2 separate regions of the Hordeum vulgare genome follow, and region 1 is linked to region 2. The links are chromatin contacts, called in public Hi-C maps. All regions are on one chromosome and are shown on one strand. The core of a region is the stretch at or near the end of the contact, and the rest is flanking DNA. Distances in the headings are between cores, read along the strand shown. Region 1 overlaps LOC123427247 (protein root UVB sensitive 2, chloroplastic). Region 2 has its middle 15 kb from the start of LOC123427245.

Region 1 (5,393 bases), core at 1,193-3,692, 180 kb before region 2:
TAATTGTGTCGCACATTTTCTGATATTTCTGTTTGTTTGTGTTCTTATACTGAAATTTTCTTTCTAAGCTACATTATTCATGACTCTTTCTGTGGTGTGCCAGCTGATGTTCTCTATGATTTTGGTACCGCCTTGGACTTCATTTCACCACTGTGTCCACAACTTTTTCTTGAAGTGGCGGGCTTGGGAAATTTCGCAAAGGTGCAGATCTAACTTGCATGCTGCACTTCAAATGGCACCTGTATTGCAATACAATCTCCTGTTGGACATTGGCATGTTTAATACTCGAGGTCTTGTTCAAAGATAAAAAAGAGTTTCCTTTGCGCCTGATGGTATATGCAATGACTATGTAGATTATAGGACGTCATAAAAAGGATAACATGTTTGTCCAGATCTGTCTGCCTGAAAATTGAGCTAGCACACTAATATCTTGTTGCTTGTCATTGTAGGGAATGGCTGTGGTTGCTGCCAGAGCGACAAGGCTACCGATATATTCATCTTTTGCCAAAGAAGGTAACCTTAGTGACTTGTTTGCTAAAGGGGAAGCCATCTCGACACTTTTCAATGTTATGGGGATAGGAGCTGGCATTGGATTATCATCTACTGTATGTTCAACAACTCAAGGGAAGGTACATATTCGCACTAACACACCTGTTAAGTTACTCTGTTTCATTTTATCAGGGAAGTAAACAAAGTAAAAATAAAATAATGCATTGCAAGATTAGATTAGAATGGACATTACTTTGAGAATGAGAATGACCATCAGAACCCGGAACCTATTATTATATTGGGAACTTTCTGCTTGGTACAAGCTTCTAATTGGTATATCAAATTTGTTTCAGCTAATCATAGGCCCGTTGCTTTCTGCCGTACATATATGGGGAGTCGTGCAAGAGATGAGGGCAACTCCTATAAACACACTTAATCCACAAAGAACAGCAATGGTGGTTGCTGATTTCATTAAGGTTTCTTATGTTTGACCTGTGACTTCAAACACTTCCTGTTTTTTCTTTGGTTGACAATGCTAATGTATTTTTTTCTAACACTGCAGAGTGGAAAGGTTTCAAGCCCAGCGGAGCTGAGATACAGAGAAGATCTTCTGTTCCCAAACCGGTTAATAGAAGAAGCAGGCAGTGTGAAAGTTGGGCAACCGCTTCGCAGGGTTTTGAGCCCACGTGATGTCGAACAGCTGAGGTCTACCTTCCCAAAGGAGAAATTTCTACTCGCCCAAAAAGGCGACAAGGCTTACATGGTCCTTGAGCAGAGCGCAACTGGAGAGGATGCGCTTCGGGGGTGGCTGGTCGCTGCCTTGGCTTCGGAGATGGAGAGATCAGGTGCTGGATCGCGCGACGCCGTCCTGAATGACGCCTATCAGAAGATGGAGAGCGTGTTCCCCATGTTCGTTTCGGAAGTGAAGAGCAGGGGCTGGTACACGGGCCAGTTCTTGGATGGAAATCACAGCCGGATCGCATACGCGAAATCCGAATGACCGCGCATGCTGGATGAAGCGCAGGCGGCGCGTCCCGCCTGTGATTTGCGGAGCTGGACGGATCAATTTTGTTTCATGTCACGTTGTTTGCGGCAAAACAATTTTTTTTGTGTGTGTGTCTGTCAGTCGTCAGTCGTAGGATCGCCATTCTATTTGTATGCGCCTTCGGTGCAGTGTATGGGTGCACTGAAACGAATGGATGATTTGGCTTCAGGGCTTCCTGAAACCATACACGAAACGGAAAACCAACACTTGAAAGGAGGCTGCATCTGTTTGACTACGTGGCTTGACTGGTGCGTATATCGTGCAAGTGATGGGATGGAGCTGCGGCATCTCGACTCCAAGCGATGGAAGTGCGGCATCTTGGCCAAGATGGTGACGTAGCGGATGACATAATCACGCGATCCCTCCACGAGTCCAGTCCACGGCGAAGCCATCTGGATTCCATGGGTTTTGCCGTGCTCTACCCATCAGAGTACATGGTCACCACAAATTTTAACCATCCTGCTGCAAGCCATGGAGTCGAGTTAGTAAATTCCAAGTTTGAGCGAATCATGCCGTCGACCCGTTGTCTTCCCGAGCGCAACGTGCCGACGCCGACGGTGCTTCCTCTCGGAGTTTTTCGCGAACACAAGTCATTCATCACGTGTGACCGGTCGATGGCTGGGCTGCGCATAGCAGTAAAAAAAATATGTACGAATTGCCGAATGGCTACGGAAATTACCGTCGACTGTACGTCGTATACGGTATGCTAAATCCAAATTTACCGTCGCAGATCCGCATCGCCCCCTCCTCCACCTCCGAGGTCTCATCTCCCTCCGCATCTCCGGCGTCACCGGATCCAGCGGTTGTAGCATATGTGGGAAAGCTTGGTACACGAATGAGAGCGGCATCCGTGGTACCAGCGACCCGGGAGGAGGTGGAGAGCAAGTGGGTCTGGGGTTCGACATGCGGAGAGTGTGGGAGGAATGTGGATGGAGGGCCGGGTGGAGGCGGGAGGGATGGGCTCGGCCACGCCCTCTTGGGTTTTGCTTAGCTTGGCCGCGCTACTGATTCATTAGCAGCGCCTGCCGCTGCCGGTGCCAGGCCTGGCCGAGCGAGGATCGAGGGAGGGCAAGCCAGATCGCAGCGTGCTGTAGTCTATCGACGCGCGCGCACAGAGTTCCGCAGGTAGGCTAGTAGCCTACCTGGTGAATTGATTCCCTTCCGGCGTGATGCAGGTACGTAAGTACGTAAACCTTTGCATGAACGGCTGGCTGGCTATAGCTTGGATGCCTGCTGCGCTGCGCTGCGCCTGCACGCCATGGGGTTTCGCTCCCTGCGTCGACGTCAATGCGTGGCCGCGGCTGCGCGTACGGGGCCGGTGTCCGTCTCTCGCGAATGAAACCAACTTGCCGGCCGGTGTGGCTACTGGCTAGCCCACTGCCGTAGCCTGGTGGTGTCCACACAAAAGAAACACAAGAGATTTATTAAGCAGCGATTTTTTTGTCTAAAAAATCTCTCCCTAATAATAAAGCACGCGTTGCTTCTTCCGTCCGTCGTGGTTGTTTTGCAGAAAACCTTCTGAAGTTTTCCGAAATCAACCCGCAGTCCGGATTTAAGTGAGAAACAAATCGTTTTTTCCGTTTTTACAGAAAACCGCCTGTGCTTTTCCGAAATCAACTCGCAGTACATAATACAGCGAGAGAACAAATCGTTTTTTTGGATTTTTTGTAGAAACCTCCTTCAGTTTTCATAAAATAAACCCGCAGTACATATTTGAGTAAAAAAACCAATCATGTTTCATATGTTTTCGAAAACACCTCTACAGTTTTTAATTAATTAATCTGTAGTTCAATTATAAGTGCAAAATACTTTAAAAATCATATCTTTTAAACGATAATTCCAATTTTATATTATTATATTTGAAATTTTATTAGAAAAATATGTAGAATCTGAATATAATGTTAGTTTATCTATTTAATTTTTTAAAAATCTGGTTATAATGTAATTTTAATCAATAGTGATGCGCACAATCTAAATATAATGTCATTTTATTTATTAATTAATTTTTAAATAATATTTATGCTGTGATTTTAATCAATAGCGTACAATCCATTTTTCATAACAAGGCCGATCCATGTTGTTAATTAATCCACGATCAAATTATAATTAACAAATACTTTAAAAAATATATCTTTTAAACTGTAACTCCAATTTTAAATTATTACATATGAACTTTCATTCAAAAAATGTGATGAATCGAATGCTAATGTATCTTACCTATTTAATTCTTTAAAATTCTATTTATAATATAATTTGAATCTATAGTGATGCGTATAATCTAAATATGATGTTATTTTATTTATTTAACAATTTTTAAATTCTATTTATGCAGTAAGTTTAAATAAAGATCTCAAGTAATGATTATTAGGTTAAAACGTGTTGTATGGTTTGCTTCGGTTGCAACGCACGGGCTCTTTTGCTACTAACTTTAAGCAGCGATTTGCAGCACGGGACCCGCGTGCGCTTTAGCCCAGGTGCGTGTCGGCATCTCGCAATTGCGCACAGGCAGCCCGGTCGCTCCAACAGAAAGCCGCCTGTGCATGACACTGCTTAGGCCAATTTGAACGCATGACCCATTCATACGTTCGTTTGGTCTGGATTCTATCCTTTAACGTTGATAATAAGGCTGTTTATGTCCAGATCGGTCCGTGGCCAGGTCGATACGTCCAACGCCCGGCCGCACCCCAAATCGTCCGAAACGAACATAACATTTTAAAAAAATGAAAAATAAATAAAAGAATGCCAGAAAAATATAAATAAAGTCAAACATTAATAAATATACATTAATAATTCAACGGCCCCACGACCCACAATTCTCAATTAGCATAACTTTAAAAAAATGCGTCGGCCCGTGCTACTGTCACGCCCGTCGCCGTCTTCAGGCGCCGCCATTGTCGTCATCGTCGTCACTGAGGTCGACGTATGGCGGCATCGTCCAAAGGTGGGTCGGCGGCCCCTCGAAGTTTGGGAGCGTTGGCGGCGCCTGCACCACCTCCCCGCGCGGCGATGGCTCGCCCTCCGGTGACCGCTGCGGCGTGGGGCACCAAGGCACGACCACTCCTTGGGACATCTTCGTGGCCGTGCGCGACCACGTCCAGAGCTGGCCCACCAGCTTCGTTGGAAACGCAACCACTGGCTGCACCTCCTCCTTCACCGCCACAGGCTGCTCCTCGGGGATGGCCACGTCGCCGGCCGTGGAGAGGGCCAACGTGTCCTCGAGCCCCAGCCACTAGCGCTCATCGTACGTGCTCATTGAATCTTCCATGACACGTTGGATGAGTCGGGCCTCCTCCTCTTCGGTCATGCGAGGAGCTGGTGGCGGCGACGGAGAGGGCGATGACGACGGGTCAGCGTCAGGCCGCGCACCCGCGTACGCCCGCGCACCTGGGAAGGGCTCGGAGGGCGCGTCCGACGCTCTGCACGTGCCCGCCGCGGGCTGTCGTGTTCGCCGACAAAGTAGGAAGCATGCCGCACGTCGTGCTCATCGCGGAACCACGTATCCCACAGGGGGGAATCCACTGCGTACCTCGGGTCGTAATAGAGGTCGTCGAGGAGGCGGCGTCGGCGGCGTGGGATCTCGTCGCGGCAGGCACGGCCTCTCGTTGGCACCGGCGGGATCGACACCTTATCGGCGGAGAGGTGCCAGTTGTTTGGCAAGTGGACGTCGCTTCAGGGGAGCAGCGTCCTTATCTCCCAATACCTGCAACACACATCCGCATGGATGTACTGCCGGGAGCGCGCCGGGGCGCCCGGAGGGGCAATGGAGAAGGCTACCAGAGCACGCCTTCGCGGAGGAGAAGAACAGCGGCGGCCGTACGAGGACCTAGCCTCATGGTCGTGCGCCCCCTTCCCCTTTCTG
Region 2 (5,733 bases), core at 1,333-3,832:
CACGACGGTATACTTTTTGTAGCATCCACGTCATATCTGAGGGTCTAGTTTGTTTGCTTCAGAGTAAGGAGCAGAACTGATTCAATCAATTGGCCTGGGCCCAAAAAAAAATGAAAAGTTTTTTTTATAGCGTGCATTTAAAATATGATCAGTACAACTTTTTGTATTTGTTTCTTATAACGTTTTTGAATAATTTAGGTTTTTTTGGAGCATCTATAGCCGGACCCCTCAAATACGGTCCCTCAAACGTCCGCAGACGCATCCGGGCGCGTTCGCAGGCACTGATGTGGCGCGCCTTATTTTTTGCCTTCCACATCTACATCCCTCATATTCAAACCCTCGTATCCATACAAACACATGCAACACTACGTAAAATGAGAGATCAACATCTTTCATCGGATCGGATTGCTTCGCCAAACAAAAAGATCATAGTTTATTGGAGTTCATCGGCAAATTCATACTGCAAACTACTTAAAATATGAACAAAACGGGGAAGGATGGAGGAAATCATCATTTGCTCGCCGCCCCTTCCAATTCCGGTCGTCCACGCCGCTGTGCCCCTCCTCCGTGTAGACGTCGACGTGCGATGGAGAGTTGTTGTCATCGTCATCGTCATCGGAGCCGGACGTGGTGGAGACGTCGTTGTCATCGTCGTCGGAGTTGCACCGCATGCCGGACAACCTGTGGAGCAGGCGGTCCTGCTCCTTTGTGTGGCGGGCTGCTTTTGCCTTCATCGCCGCCTCTTTTGCTCCCTCGCGCTCCGATAACTGGATGGCCAGTCGGAGTGCTTCGTCATTCTTGCGGCGGAGGCGGCGCGCATCTGTCTCCGCCATTCTCAGCGAGCGAAGAAGGACGCCCACGAGGAGTGTGTCCTCGGGGTCGACCGACGCGCTCGAGGTCGAACGGCGCGCGGCGAGTGCCTCCCCCCTCTTCGTAGCCCGATGTCACTCGTGAGGGGCTGCACACGCCTCGGATTCCGGCGTCCTCATGCGCCCCGTCCCCGACGCGGGCACGAGGACCCAACGATGACTGGGCACCGCTTCCGGAGCAGAAGCTAGTGGAGATGGGTGGCGTACCTGATCTGGAGCGGATCTCCCGGAGTAGGAGGGATCGGAGCTGCGCACCTCGCAGGAAGGGCCTGCGACGTCTCCGGCGCTCCGTCGGCGTGCGACGGGCCCGGAGGATGCAATTCCACCACCGACGGCGCTCCGTTGGCGTGCGACGGTCCCGGAGGATGCTGATCCACTGCGGACGGCGCTCCGTTGACGTGCGACGGTCCCGGAGGATGCAGATCCACCGACGCTGGGGACACCTTGGTCCCGCAGCGATCGGCGTAATGCGATGCAGAGGGCCACCTCCTCCACATCGACGTTCGATCCGTCGGAGCTGCTTCCGTCGTCGGCCATCGAATCGGAACGTGGGGAGGGGAAGTGGAGTCGATGGAGAGTGAACTGCCGGATGTATAGGGTTTTCTCGATTCGGGTATTTAGTGGGGTCGGTGGTGGGCCAGGCCTCAGTGGTGAGCTAGGCAGTCAGGCCGGCATGCCGGGGCGAGCCCGGGCTCCCCCATATACGTCCCAAATTTGGGTTGGATATGAGGTCCGTTTAGGAGTCCGTCTCAATCGATTTGTCATGATCGGACAGTGAACAAACAGCCTAGCCAGACGTATGAGACGGGTATAAGGGGTTGCTCTTACAACATATGTCATGTGGTTTGTTTTTCACAATTTGATGAACTGAAAATCATTAGTAACGACCATGAAAACTGCACTGTGGAAACTTTGTCACAAATGCACATGTGCACCTTGAACTAGGACAACTTCGACTACTGTCAGAAATCTTGTGTCACTCAAATACGTCAAATTGCAGATGGACAGGAACCTGCTTCAACACACCCGACGCACAACCCCTGCTTTGAGCCATTGTCGGCGGCCAAGAGTTCCATGGTTGCACAAAAGTTCTGGGCATCACAATTGGCCTGAGAGTATGTTCCATCACCACTGTTCACATGTGCACCAGCGAGGACCTCAACTTTTGCAAAGCTGAAACATCTTTTTCCCAAATATTTGGTCACAGTCTCTGAAGAATCACTTTTCGGAAAAAACGTCTGAAGAATCAAAGTGTAAGACCTCGGCGCCTTCCATGTCGCTCGATTGTTTCGTCACTGGTGATGCAATGCGCATGAATACATTTATTTATTTATTTGGTACGTACTTTCTTTCTGTTGACGTCGCTACCTGATCAGGAAAAACAGTGGAAGCTAAACAAAAAGCAATGGTACGAAGGCCTGAAGGAAGTTCGAACTTCCTTCTGAGCGTTGCTTTCTGAAGGAAGTTCAAACTTCGTTCTCGGAGTGTTTGACCCTGAAGGCCTGGACTGCTCAGCGTCGAGCAACTGTGGTTTGATTGATCGTTTTGCACTGTTTATTACTATCTCGCCGACGGCGATGGTACGTTCGTTCTCACAGATTTTTCCTTCGTGGGTTTGCGTCCTGGGAGGTTGTGGCCGTGCAGGGCAGAAAGGTATGGGGTAAAAGGCATAGACGATGGCTACATGTGCAGTGGGGACGATGTGATCCCGCGCAGAAGAGACGGGGGAACACGGCGGAAGCTGGCGACGCGGACTGAAATGGGTAGATCCTTTGATGCCCGGGGTACATTCCATGCATTTGCATTGCGTGATCGTGTGATGTGATGTCTACACTGCCTCGTGGGCTGCGGCTGGCTGGGTGCCCCTGAGCTGTAGCGCAGTTTTGGATTTTTGCTGGTCATGTTCCCGGGTGGATGAGCCGGAGGGTTGGGCTTCCAGCCAGCTTCCGTCTACCGGCTTTTAAGCCAAAAACTCCTATTTAAGGGCTTCGGGCTGCATCTGTGGCTTTCGGCCTTATCACAACCGGAGCCGAAAGCCACAGCTGTAGCCGGAAGCCCCTAACTAGGAGCTTTTGGCTTCGAAACCGGAAGCCGGATGCAGCTGTGGCTTTCGGCCTTGTCACAACCGAAGCCGAAAGCCACAACTGTAGCCGGAAGCCCTTAAATAGGAGCTTTTGGCTTCGAAACCGAAAGCCGGAAGCTGGCTGGAAGCCCAACCAAACACCGAGCAACGAAGGACAGAGGACATGAAGTTTCTGCACTGAGCTCATATGCACCCCTGTGAATAGTAAAGTCGAAAAAAATAGCAAAAATAATCTGATTTTTTTTTTAAAACAAACTTTGACGAATTCTGAACATGCCTGCAAAATTTCATAAAGAAACAACCCTCCAAAAGTGATGCCGTAAGAAAAACAAAATTGATGCCCCAAGGAAGAGACTTTTTGAGCGCCATTTTTTTTAATACAAAAGCATTTTCCGAATGTTGTTTCTTCACGAAATGTACTCCCTTCGTTCTTAAATATAAATCATTCTAGAGATTTCATTACGGACTACATACGAAACCGAGTGAACCTATATTCTATAATATGCCTATATATATATATTTAGTAAAATCCCTACAAAAACTTATATTTAGAAATGAAGGAAGTAACACACATGTTTAGAATTCGTTAAAATTTGTCTCCAAAAAAAATCAGATTTTTTTATCGTACTCTTTGGAAGGGTTCATATGAGCTCGGGTGCAGAAGAGTGTTGGAGAGACTTGCAGTTTCTTTGCTATAAGAATGATACGTTCTTGGAAGAAAAGAAAAATATATGCTTCTCTTAGCTTTTTTCGAGATTTAAGACAAAGGTCTCAAGCAAACTGTATAATAAGGTAAAAAAATTGCTACAAGTGTGAAAATATGATAAGATGACTATATACTTATCTTATCATTGGATCACTTTCCAAACCGTTTGTAAGTATCCATGTTATCATGTTTTGGCGTTGCACCCTATAGCCATAAGCTCCATGTGATCCGCATAGCTGAGTAACAACCACGTATGGATATAAAGAGATGCCCGTAAGATAACATGTAAAAAAGTTGTGATAGTTTTTCTGTTAAAAATGACATCATCATTCTTCTGAATCATATATTTTTTAACAGAAAAAGCAATGCATATATTCTGAACCATGTGTGTGATGCATATATGTGTGGTTAAAAATGGCATCATCACTCTTCTGAATCATATATTTTTCTATTAAAAATGACATAATCACTCTTCTGAATCATCACTCTACCTGGTTTTGTACAGGAGTCGTTGCTGGTGGCGGGGATCTAGTCCGGGCGAAATCCCTGGTCGGCCATGGTCGACCGCGTCGACGGCGACGCATGAGGGCGCTGTTCCCCTCCTTGGAGGCGTAGGTATGGACTGATCCCCTCACTTCCCCTTCCCCTAGGTCTCCCGGACGAAAGCCTTAACTTTGTTGGGCGGCGACGGCGCTCACGACGTCGTTCCTTTCTTGAAGGCGCCGCTTTTGGGAACCTTGGGGCTAGGTAGGGCTTGTGGGTGGTGGGCGACGGCGGTGGTGCGGCCCTATCCTAGCATGGATCTCCGTCTGTTGCTTGGAGATGGACTCGCGTAGGTGGAGGTCGTCGTTTGGCGTCATGGTGGCGTCGATGGCGGAGGCACCTGCCAAGGCTAGTACCTTAATTTGATCTGAAGATGGACCAGTGGAAGATGGCGGTCACGACACATGTGAGTGCGTCGGACCGGTTTGTGCCTCGGACCCGGTATGTGGCTCGGTCAAGGTCTCCGGCTTTAGATGTTAGGCTTAGGTGAGAGGTTTGGGTATTTGGTCCAGCTTGCACCCCTTCATCATATGGATGGGAGTAGCGGCAGATGTTGCTAAGATGGCGGATTCAGGCATATTATTGTACTGCTTTGTAAGGTCGTCAAGAATAATCAATAAAATGACCACATGCATCTCCCAGATGCAGAGGCCGGGGATCATCCTCCTTTTCTATAAAAAAATCACTCTACGTGGTTTAACATAATATGTGTGTGATACATATATTGCTACTTGAATATGCATCATTTTCTTAGGCTCTACCCTGTTTAACCACGTCCTAAATAAAATGGATTAAGTGGTGGGAGGACAAACATTAAAGGACACATGAATAGTATGCCACGGCTAGTGGACATTTGATGGAAATATGTTGTATTAATTTGTTCTGATCACAAAAATAACAATGTCTAGTATCCTTTCAACCACGCTTTGCCATGTTGTCATTAGTCAATATCACTTCATTGTGCATAAACCACATAAATACCTTTATTTGTAAAGGCACCTTAACTTTCGAGATGTCAAGAGACTTTGGGATAGCACCGATGTTTATCAAGTTTAAATACATGGATTTAACTGAGAATGCGCCTGAAATGTACAACTTCAAGTGTATGGTATCTTGTGCATCAAAGAGGTTAACCTTCATCAACTACGCACGAGATTGAACCATCTATCCTATCATTCCCCATCGCCACCCAACTGAAGTGGATATTTAGAGGAACAAAACCAAGTATTGTATTGACGAAAGTTTTTTATGTTGTACAATGTTGTACATTGAAGGATACTAAAATGCTACTGGCTTGTTCCCGAGTGAGGTACCTTCCCATAATCTAGTATGTAGCGACCTGACTTAAAAAGAGTCAAGCCTCTGTGTATTTGTGCCATCCCTAGATCAGTATGCTCTCACACACAGTACATCAATGTATATATCAAAGTGCAATCACATGTAAATAACGTAAAACTGATATATACCTCAAAACCTCAGCGGAAACACTCAAAGGGAGTGGAGTCCTAATAAACACCAACGGCGGGTTGAGT

The links. A called contact is a pair of places that touch in the nucleus more often than the background predicts.
Region 1: a Hi-C map of seedling shows a contact between it and region 2, with 2.4 times the contacts expected there. The contact joins two enhancer-like sites. A contact is called at or near these places in 4 of 6 Hi-C or Micro-C datasets (leaf, seedling and an unstated tissue).

The regions. Positions count from the first base shown.
Region 1 is chr2H:559,820,985-559,826,377 of MorexV3_pseudomolecules_assembly, reverse strand. LOC123427247 (protein root UVB sensitive 2, chloroplastic) reads left to right here. Exons shown (of 10, transcript XM_045111247.1): 7 at 104-201; 8 at 450-629; 9 at 843-965; 10 at 1,052-1,769. The coding sequence ends at 1,489. Among protein-coding and RNA genes, the nearest start is that of LOC123427247, 5.0 kb to the left of the region's middle. Within about 2 kb of position 2,442, at least 3 of the 3 cell types and tissues checked have open chromatin away from gene starts, as enhancers often do. A contact at or near this core is called in leaf and seedling, where this site is marked.
Region 2 is chr2H:559,645,745-559,651,477 of MorexV3_pseudomolecules_assembly, reverse strand. No RefSeq gene overlaps it. Among protein-coding and RNA genes, the nearest start is that of LOC123427245, 15 kb to the left of the region's middle. Within about 2 kb of position 2,582, at least 3 of the 3 cell types and tissues checked have open chromatin away from gene starts, as enhancers often do. A contact at or near this core is called in leaf and seedling, where this site is marked.